Regions from separate parts of the Mus musculus genome. Here all the other regions are linked to region 3. The links are chromatin contacts, called in public HiCAR-type and HiChIP or PLAC-seq maps. All regions are on one chromosome and are shown on one strand. Each heading gives the region's core, a stretch centred on a gene start, on an enhancer-like site or on the middle of the called end of the contact. The rest is flanking DNA. Distances are from core to core; before and after follow the strand shown.

What was found. HiCAR-type assays count read pairs that join an accessible place to other places. HiChIP or PLAC-seq counts read pairs in DNA pulled down with a chosen protein or histone mark.
Region 1: an H3K27ac HiChIP or PLAC-seq map of embryonic stem cells shows a contact between it and region 3, with 4 times the contacts expected there. The contact joins the promoter of Nifk here to the enhancer-like site in region 3. A contact is called at or near these places in 5 of 39 promoter capture datasets (cranial neural crest, embryonic stem cells, frontonasal cranial neural crest and 2 more), 10 of 484 Hi-C or Micro-C datasets (the C2C12 cell line, the G1E-ER4 cell line, the HPC-7 cell line and 3 more) and 4 of 115 datasets of contacts at active chromatin or transcription factors (acute myeloid leukemia, embryonic forebrain, embryonic stem cells and 1 more).
Region 2: a contact with region 3 is called in a HiCAR-type map of embryonic stem cells, with 4 times the contacts expected there. The contact joins two enhancer-like sites. A contact is called at or near these places in 1 of 484 Hi-C or Micro-C datasets (neural progenitor cells) and 3 of 115 datasets of contacts at active chromatin or transcription factors (all in embryonic stem cells).

Annotation. Positions count from the first base shown.
Region 1 is chr1:118,320,216-118,323,318 of GRCm38.p6, reverse strand. Nifk (nucleolar protein interacting with the FHA domain of MKI67) reads right to left here and starts at 1,476. Exons shown (of 7, transcript NM_026472.4): 1 at 1,322-1,476. The coding sequence starts at 1,426.
Region 2 is chr1:118,367,354-118,370,713 of GRCm38.p6, reverse strand. No RefSeq gene overlaps it. Among named protein-coding and RNA genes, the nearest start is that of Gm28867, 9.7 kb to the right of the region's middle. Within about 2 kb of position 1,798, at least 79 of the 459 cell types and tissues checked have an H3K27ac peak or open chromatin away from gene starts, as enhancers often do. A contact at or near this core is called in embryonic stem cells, where this site is marked.
Region 3 is chr1:119,073,814-119,077,239 of GRCm38.p6, reverse strand. No RefSeq gene overlaps it. Among named protein-coding and RNA genes, the nearest start is that of Gli2, 22 kb to the right of the region's middle. Within about 2 kb of position 2,144, at least 12 of the 459 cell types and tissues checked have an H3K27ac peak or open chromatin away from gene starts, as enhancers often do. A contact at or near this core is called in embryonic stem cells, where this site is marked.

The DNA.
Region 1 (3,103 bases), core at 227-2,726, 750 kb after region 3:
TTTGAGACAGAGTTTCTTTGGGTAGCCCCAGCTGTCCTGGAGCTAGCTTTGTAGACCAGGCTAGGCTCAAACTCACACAGATCCACCTGCCCCTGCTTCCTGAGTGCTAAGATTAAAGGTGTGTGTCCCCGCCACCCAGCTTCCTAAAGTCCTTTCAGAGGCTAGGTGGAGATCTGCCTGCCTCTGCCTCTCCAACACTAGGATTGAAGGTAAAAGTCACCTTGCCTGGCCTGCAACAAATTTTCAACACCATTCTTTCCCCTTGGTCCAGGAACAAACTCATAACTCTATCAGGGCAGAAACTGAAAAACTCCGTGTTTGGTATCTCTCTTCCCTTAAGCACTTGCTGAGCAAGGCTGAGGCCTGAGTTCAATCACACAGAGCCACAGACTCTGCAAGAGACAGACTCCCACACACGCACGCACCATGATGCACACCAAGGCACACATATGTCCACACCCACCTGTCCCTACAAAACAGTCAGCACAACATGTGTTCAAGAGCTAAATGGACAAGCAAGTAACAGTCTGTCATGTTCAGAGTAACACTGTGAAACCAAGACCTTCAACTCCGAATGCAGTTGGCAGTTTATTACACCGAATCTTAACTGTTTCCGGTTGTTAACCTTCATGGTGCAGACTCTCCTTCTCTATCACCATACTATGACCCCAGAGAACAAGAACTTGTTTCCTGTCAGGTAGGGTACCGGGTGACCTATAGTGTATTCATGAAGTGGATATAGGGGGTTCAAGACCTCGACTGCACAGCAAATGTGAGGTGAGCTTGGGCTACAATAAACCCTATACTGACACTGTAACAAAAGCGACCCTCCCAAAAGACCCCCAGGACAACAACAATAAAAAAAGAAAAGCTGTCGTTCTCTCCAATGCACTCCATGGTGCAAACCAAAGGGACTATAAACTTCCGTTAGGGACATTGCATACAAACTGAACTCGACAGGTTGACAGGTTGAAGCCCTATTCTGAATTCTGACCCTGAGCTGTATTCTGACTCTCGATCCTCCCAGGACGTGGGCTTCGGGACGTCTACTCCGTCTTCTAAGCACTACAAACTAAGGGGACATAACACACCTTCCGAATGCTGCGGTAGACCATGAACCCTCATTTTGCAGGTCAAAGCGGAAGCGTGGCAGCTTTAACACATTCTGAGATCTGGGGGTGCCATGCTCCCACACGTGGTACCCCTCCTCCTTCACCTCACACCGATTCCTGACCTGCCTCGGTCCCCTGATTGGAACCATCGTCTCCCAGCCCGTGAGAGGTTGGCTCCCGAGCCAGCCCGGCCGCCCCGCGCCGCTCACCTTCTTCGTGCGCCCTTGGATCTGCGTCAGAGCCTTCTCAAACTGCGAGTCTTCCTGCGGGTTCAATGCCAGACTCGGCTTCGCGGGGCCTGCTAACCCAGCCATGCTGGAGAACCCGAACAAGTCAATCCACGCGGAGCCTTCGGAAGTGACGTTTCCTTCGCGTCTCGGAAGCGGAAGTAGAGGCGGAAGTGTAGCAAAAGAGCAGGCCCCGGTGTCTAGAATTGAGGCAGCTCGAGCGCCACCTACTGGCCACAAACTAAAAACATTTAAAATCGGATTAAGGCTCCGTTGGTGAAGCGCTTGTTCTCAGTCCTAGGTTTGAAACCCAGTGCCTCATAAAATGTGACTGGAGCCACGCCCCCTGCCCCCATCTGTAATCCCAACACTTGGGAGGTAGAGGCAGGAGGATCAGGAGTTCAGCGCCATTCTCATAAACATAGTTCGAAGACAGCCTGGGCTCCATGGACTCAAAAACAAATTTAAAGTCTCAAACATTAGCCATGCCCGTTGCCTGTTCATGCCAACGTGCAACAGGAAAAGCCTTCCCCTCTGTGGGCTCCTTTTGTAAACTTTGTAAACGCTCAAGCAGGAAAGTGGCCAGGCCCCTGCCTGAGGAGATCCAGTGGCCAACCTCCCCAGTCCCCCCACCCCCGCATGTTTTCCAACGTCCCTAATGGTTTTCTAACCATCCAAAAGTGGGAGAGTGGCCAGACCCTGCCCTACAAGAAAAAAATTCCACCAGTCCCCGAGGTCTCTCAAGTTCAGGACTTGAAATTCCACCAGTCCTCATCATGGAAGTCTCCACAGCATAATCCAACACCTATTTATATTTTTGATATTATACACCTGTGTCTGTGAGTGGGTATGTGTTCAGGAATTCAGATGACCATAGAGAATAATGGTGTCGGATCTCCTGAACTTGGAGTTCAGGCTGTTGAGAGATGTCCAATGTACTGGGAACTGAACTCAAGTCCTCTGGAAGAGCAGAAAATACTTTTAACTGTGAGCTATTTGTCTAGTCCCCATTTATTTTATTTTTATGCGATGAGTGTTTTGCCTGTATATGTACCCTATATGTGCAGTGCCTGCAGTGGCCAGAAGAGGGCATCAGAACACTGGAACTGGAATTAAGGACTGTGAGCTCTTGACCACAGAGCCATCTCTTGAGTTCCCTAGTAAGTTTCTTTAGGTAACACAATAGGAATTTTGAGAAAACAAAAGGAGAAGCTTGTAAGAGTTTCTTATGTTGAAACAGTTGTCTTTTCTCCATTTGTTTATTTACTTATAGATTAATTGATTGACAGGTTGATTGATTTTGTGTGTAGTGTATGCCTGTCAGTGAGTATGGGTGTGTGCACCCTTGTGCTGCATCGCATGTGTCTAGGTCAAAGGACTACTTGCTGTAGTTCTTTCCTTCCACGGTATGGGTTTTGGGGACTCAGGCTTAGTGGCAAGTGCCTTTACTTGTTGAGCCACCTTACTGACCCGGTCTGAAGATTATTTTAAGCAAAATATTTTTGAGACTCAGTGGATAAAAAAAGAAGCCCTTTATCTAAGAGAGCAACTTCTGGGGAGATGGGGCTTCCTTAAGCCCCTTTGGGGAATGTTATGACATAAGGAACACTGGAAGAGGGGCTGGAGGTGCAGGCTCAGCACAGAGCTTACCTGCCTTTTATGAAGCTCTGGCTTCTACTTCCAACTCTGAGTAAACCAACATCTAGGCAGCCAGCGATACATGAGACCCTCCCTGTCCCTACAAAAGGAGGAAGGCAATCAATG
Region 2 (3,360 bases), core at 549-3,048, 710 kb after region 3:
ACTGGCTGGTGGTGTGGCTCAGCTCTAACACTCACTTTGAACCTAACAGCCAAATAAAGCCAAACTAGGTCAAAAGGCAGAGCAAGCGACCAGCTGACAGGGAGTGAACATAACTAAATGGAAAGGAGGGACATTGAGTTAGATGGTGATTAAGACAACGTGGAGGAGAAAGAGCTTTTTCCTTCTGGGACATCAGTGGAGTAGGAAGGTCAGCTGGGTGCTTTCTCTGCCCCTCTGAGGTATCAGGCTTTCATCACATCCTCTGGCTCCTGAGTCTTCATTGGTGAAATCAAACAGCTGGGATTTTTGTTTTTTAAAACAACAATTTCTGCATGGCCAAGGCCTACAGAAGTCCTGGATAAGGTTCAGGTACGTTGTCCTAGTTAGCAAGTATTGGTGTATGGCATCATATTTTGTCGCTTGGAAAAGTTGGAGTGAGGACAAGGGGAAGTCATAGAAGTTGGCCTGAAGCCTCCTGGACTGAGCCCCACATTCTTCTTCCAATGTCTATCTGGATCCGCATCTCCTCAGTGAGAAGACACACACAGTCTTGAGGACAGCAGCTAGTAGCTGCTCTGTGAGTTCTGTCTAGTTTCTGTAGCTGGGAGATGGGAACCCATGAATTAGAATTGATGACAGAAGTCAAGGTGCCAGTGGGGGACTCTCAAACACTACAGTAATGACTGGGAGGGGGTATGATGTAGATTTCTGAAGTGCTGGAAGTATCTTGTGTTTTTATCTGGGGGGACACTTTTTATAGTGTGTGTGTGTGTGTGTGTGTGTGTACACTTGGAGGCAAGAATAGGACATCAAGTATCATCTATCATTTTCCACTTATATTCTCTCTCTCTCTCTCTTTTCACAAGGAGGTTTGAGACAGTCTTACTACATAGCCTGGTGGCTGTCCTGGAGCTCTCTACATAGACCAAGCCCCTGTCTTGAATTATAGAAATCCACTTGCCTTGCCCCCATCCCAACACCCCAGTGGAGAGATTAACAGTGTGTACCACCACACCTAAATCCACTTATTTCTTGAAAAGGGCTTGCTCACTAAACATGGAGCTCCATTTTCTTCCGCCTATACTAGCTGGCCAACAAGCCCCAGCCATATACCTCCCCTGCTCCCCATGCTGATGTCACAGGCTGGAATGGCCACATCTGGTACTTGAGTGCTGGGGATTCAAACTTAGGTCCTTCTGCTTGCACAGCACATGCCCTTCCCCCACTGAAGCACCTCCCCAAACCTTCCCCCACCAGACAAAGAAATCATTAAGTTCCCAAAACAAAGATGGTTTGGCACTGAGTGAGGCAGGCAGATAGATTTGTGTTCCCAAGAAAAACACATCAAAGTCCTAACGCCCAGGATCTGGGGATGTGACCTTATTTAGGAATGGGACTTTGTATCAGTTGAACTGAAGTCATCCTGGACTCCTGCATGCTGTCATCCAATGACTCACATAGTTTGATTTGGACCCAGACAACATGATGCAGCAGTCCAGTCTCAGACTGGCATTATGCTGACAGAAGCCAGGAGGAAACACTGAAGTTCTTGCCCTAAAATCTTCAGCGAGGGTGGGGCCCTGGTGACACCTTCATCTCCATCCTGTATCTAGCACTGTGAGAGAACAGGGGCCTGTGGATTTAAGACACCCAATTTGTCACTGTTGGGACTGTCCTGGGAAAGCAGCACAGAGGTGCCTGCTTGCAAAAGAGGAGGGGCAAGTCAGGTTTAGTCATGATTACCTCAGAGGGTGTAGGCTTGTGGTTGTTGTTTTGGGTTGGCTTTTGTATGTGGATTATTTCCTGAAAGAATGCATCTTAAAGTCAGTGCTGTAGCCTACGCCTGCAGTTCACTGCACAGTGAGGTAGTCCCAGGAGAATCAGGAGGTCAAGATCAGCCTCAGCTAGCTAGTGAGCTGGAGGCCTGGGGTATATGAGATACACTCTCAAGTAAATAAATAATAAAACAACAAAAGCTACTCCCATGTCTCTCTCTCTCTGTCTGTCTGTCTGTCTGTCTCTGTCTGTCTGTCTGTCTCTCTCCGTCTGTCTGTCTGTCTGTCTGTCTGTCTCTTCCCTCCCTCCTGCCCCTGACAGGGTCCATAGCCCATGCTGTCCTCAACTTGCTATATAGTGGAGGATGTTGAGCTTTTGATCTCCTGCCTCTATCTCTTGAGTGCTGGGATTCCAGCTCTACCCCAGCAGCTGGACTTTCTCACAGTGTTAGGGATGGGTCTCAGAACTCCATGCATGCTAGGCGAGCACTGAGGTTCATCTCTAGCCCTTCTTGTTGTTTAATTTTTGAGACAGTATCTCAGAGAACTCACTGTATAACCCAAGCTAGACTCAGAACCTGTGCGACCTGCCTTCTTTGTCATCCCAAGTACTGGAGTCACAGGCAGGGACCACCATATTCAGCTTCCTTATTAGTTACCTTAAATTTGTGTTTGATGCTTCTCAAATTACAGGAGTCAGATATTCTCATTCAATAGTGGGCTGGAGAGATGACTCAGCAGTTAAGAGCACTGCCTGCTCTTTCAGAGGTCCTGAGTTCAATTCCCAGCAACCACATGGTGGGATCTCATGCCCTCTTCTGGTCTCTAGTTGTACATGCAGACAGAGCACTCATACAATAAATAAATAAATAAATAATTTAAAAACCTAAAAAAAGAAAATATTCAATATAAAATTTGAATTTTGGAGAACTTTTAGCATAAGCACCTCTATTAGTCAGGGTTCTCTAGATTAACGTAATTTATGGAATGTCTCTCTATATTAAACACTTTATTGAAATGACTTACAGTCTGCAATCTATCTAACCCAATAACGGGTAGCTGTGAATGGAAAGTCCAAGAGTCTAGTAGTTGCTCAGTCCCACGAGGCTAGGTGTTTCATCTGGTATTCTGTATAATCTAGAATCCTGAAGAGGTAGGTTCCAACAGATGTGCTGGCAAGTAAGTGCAAGCAGGCAAAGAAGAGTGAACCTTCCTTCTTTCATCATCCTTATGTAGGGCTCCAGCAGAAGGTATGGCCCAGATTAAAGATGCATACTACTATGCCTGGACTTGGAACTTAATCTGTCCCAGGCTGGCCTTGAAGTCAGAGATCTGCTTGCCTCTGTCTCCTGGGATTAAAGCCATGTACTACCTTGCCTGGACCTAACCTTTTCATGGCCACTATTCCTCAAGATCCAAATCAAAACCCTGTGTCTTCTAGCCTCAAGATCTGGATCACAGGTGTGCCCTCCCTTTCTGGATTGTAGTCATTCCAGATGTAGTCAACTTGACAACCAGGAATAGCCATCACAGCATCTTAGGTGATATTTGAGACATACACTAAGGAGTATTTATGTGCAAGTGG
Region 3 (3,426 bases), core at 895-3,394:
AGCAATCAGTAAGCATTCTGCTGAATGAGAAACCGGATCGCATGGGACTCAGTGCTATGGAGCCCAAGGGAGCCAGCATCCTGTCCCTCTTCACAGCACCTCTTAAAGGGCAACAGAACCCCTAATCTGACACCGGAGTGTCACTTGAAGAGCTTGTATGAAAATGGGCAAGATCAGTTAGAGTGGCAAGATCAATCAATTTGATTTGGTTCTCTGGCAAACTCCTATTCATCCTTCAAAACTCTGCTTCTGAGTCACCTCCTCAGAGAAGGCCTCCCTTCGTCCTGGCATTGTGTGAAGGTGAGTCAGTCTGGCCCTCCAGGGTACTGCTCTGCAGCCTGCAAGGTCACTTTCTCTGTGACTCTCAAGAGGCAATGGGTAGGAGGCTTTCTCTCCCCCCCCCCCCCCCACACAGTTATTCATTTAAGGAAAAGAATTCCTGAGGGGCTGGAGATGTGGGTCAGTTGGTACAATGCATAAAGGAAGTCTTAGGTTCAGACCCCGATATGCCCTTGTCTGTGACTCAAGCACCCAGGAGGATCATAAGTTCAAGGTCACCCTTGCTACACAGTGAGTCTGATACCTGCTTGAACTACACGTGATCCTAGCTTAAAAACAAAGATGGTGGGCAAGATGGGTCAGAGGGGAAGGGGCTTGCTGCCAAGGCTGGCAACCTGAGTTTGATTTGTGAAATTCACGGGGTGGAGAGAACCAGATCCCACAAGTTGTCTTTTGACCTCTGCGCATGCGTCATGGCATGCATCAAACCACACAATAAGTAGATAGATAGATAGATAGATAGATAGATAGATAGATAGATAGATAGATATTACAAATTTTAAGTTTAAAAACTAAGCAAGACAAAACACTGTAGGAAGGGCTGTAGTAAGGAATGAATAAGTGAGGTTAGAAAATACCCCAGTGTTGGTCCTTAAAAGCCAAGGTTTTGTTATGCGGAGACCTCAGCTCCCCCACCTACCATCTTTTGAATTCTCTGGGCACCTGCCTCAACCAGTGTCACCCCAAAGGACAGAGCACATCTGAGGTTTGCATGGTAGGAAATCCTGCAGGTCTGTCAGCAAGACAAAGGGTTTTTAATTAAGCACTAATGGCTTTGGGTCCCCCTCCCCTCAAATCCCTATCTTGGGTGTGCCCCCCCCCACAAGGCTTTCTGGATCTGGGAAGATCTAAGAGTTCCAGCAAGAGGAAGAGGGAAGGAGGGGGCAGGGCTGGCTGTAAGACACTGGGGACCGACTTTCCATCCTCACTCTGGCTTTAACTTGAAGCACCCTCTCACCAACCTATTTATTGCGCTCTCTGCCTGAGGTCTCCTCCTCCTCCTCCTCCTCCTCCTCCTCCTCCTCCTCCTCCTCCTCCTCCTCCTCCTCCCCCTCCTCCTCCTCCTCCTCCTCTCCCCTTTCCCCCTCCCCCTCCTCTTCTTTCCATCCTTTCTGTCTTGTTCAGGTAGCAGAGGGTGGCCTCAGTTCGATCTAGGTCTGACCTTGAACTTGCGATCCTCCTGACTCCACCTCCTAAATACCAAGATTCCCGGAGTGCACCGCAGCCACAGTCAGTTAGTCTGTGGCCTCCTGCTCGCTAGGTGAGACCCACTAGCTGAGCCACACCCTCAGTTCTGGGCCAGCTTTTCTAAATTAACCCCTGCCTGTGGTATCCGACCCAGCAACGCCTCCACCTTCAGGTCCTGTCCTGAACTATCTTACCACATCTGTGCACCCAAGAATGGTCTTGCAGCCATGGTACTGTAGCTGTGAAACCCCAGCCCTCGGGAGGCTGAGGCAGGAAGGTTGTTGTTAGTGAGTTCCAGTCCAGCTTGTGCTACAGACTGAGACCTCATTTACACAGAAAAGTACGTTCTTTGCAAGTGTCTGTATGGCTAAACACAGACACACCCTAAATACCTCTCCCCAGCAGATTCGTCAAACGCGATGCAGCAGCAAGTATATAGCCTTACTGTGGAATTGCCACCAAGGAAAGCTTTTGAGGAAGAAGGAAGTTTTGGAACTGTATGCTCAATGGCATGGGGCTTCTCTGAGAAGGAAGGTGGGAAGGACATTTTAGAGGCAGGGACTTCCTGGAAGGAGTGGCAAATACTTCAGCTGACCCGGGAAGGAGAAAGCAGAGATGGGGCCCCCTAGTGGAGAAGGGGTAAAGAGAGGGAGTCATCACCCTAAGCTGGGAGAGGGAGATAACATCTCTAAGGTAACCAGTGACTGGAAAGGTCTGATGATGTGTAATTGACAACCCAGAGCAGACAGACCCAGACAGACCCAGACAGAGCAGTATCGTCTGCCTCTACCCGGGTCATCAGAAAGAAAGGTGCAGAGAACCATTAGACAATGAAAATAGCACTTTTGGTGAGATTGTCCACAGTGCCCAGCTGATGCTGCACCGTCCTTTAGCCACAGGACATTTTTAAAAAATATTTTTATTAGGTATTTTCCTCATTTACATTTCCAATGCTATCCCAAAAGTCCCCCATACCCTCCCCCCCACTCCCCTACCCACCCACTCCCACTTTATGGCCCTGGCGTTCCCCTGTACTGGGGCATATAAAGTTTGCGTGTCCAATGGGCCTCTCTTCCCAGTGATGGCCGACTAGGCCATCTTTTGATGCATATGCAGCTAGAGACAAGAGCTCCGGGGTACTGGTTAGTTCATATTGTTGTTCCACCTATAGGGTTGTAGATCCCTTTAGCTCCTTGATTACTTTCTCTAGCTCCTCCATTGGGGCCCCTGTGATCCATCCAATAGCTGACTGTGAGCATCCACTTCTGTGTTTGCTAGGCCGCGGCATAGTCTCACAAGAGACAGCTATATCTGGGTCCTTTCAGCAAAATCTTGCTAGTGTGTGCAATGGTGTCAGCGTTTGGAAGCTGATTATGGGATGGATCCTCGGATATGGCAGTCTCTAGATGGCCCATCCTTTCGTCACAGCTCCAAACTTTGTCTGCCACGGGACTTTTTAGAACATCAAGGAGATCCTGGGTACTGCCCAGCCTTGGGCTGCAATTGTGGATGGCTGCCATCTGCCGCCTTCGTGATACCATAGATGACTTCAGCAGTGGAGCTGGTTAAGAAGCAACAAGAGAAAATATGTGTAGAGAAGATCACCTGACCAAAACGAAACAAAGAACTAAGTGGGGCTGAGGGTGTGGCTCAGGTGGTAGCATGCTGGCCCAGCACACCCAGATTCGTAAACTAAGCCTGGTGGTCCAGATCTGTAATCTCCGTGTTCTGGAGGTGGAGACACGAGGATCAGAAGTTCAGGGTCATCCTTGGCTACATAGCAAGTCACATAGCCTGTGCTATGTGAGACTCTGTCAGAAAAGAAAAGGAAAAAAGAAGGGAAAAGAGGAGGAGAAAGGGGAGGAGGAGGGGGAGGACTATGGCATGTTTCCTGTCTTG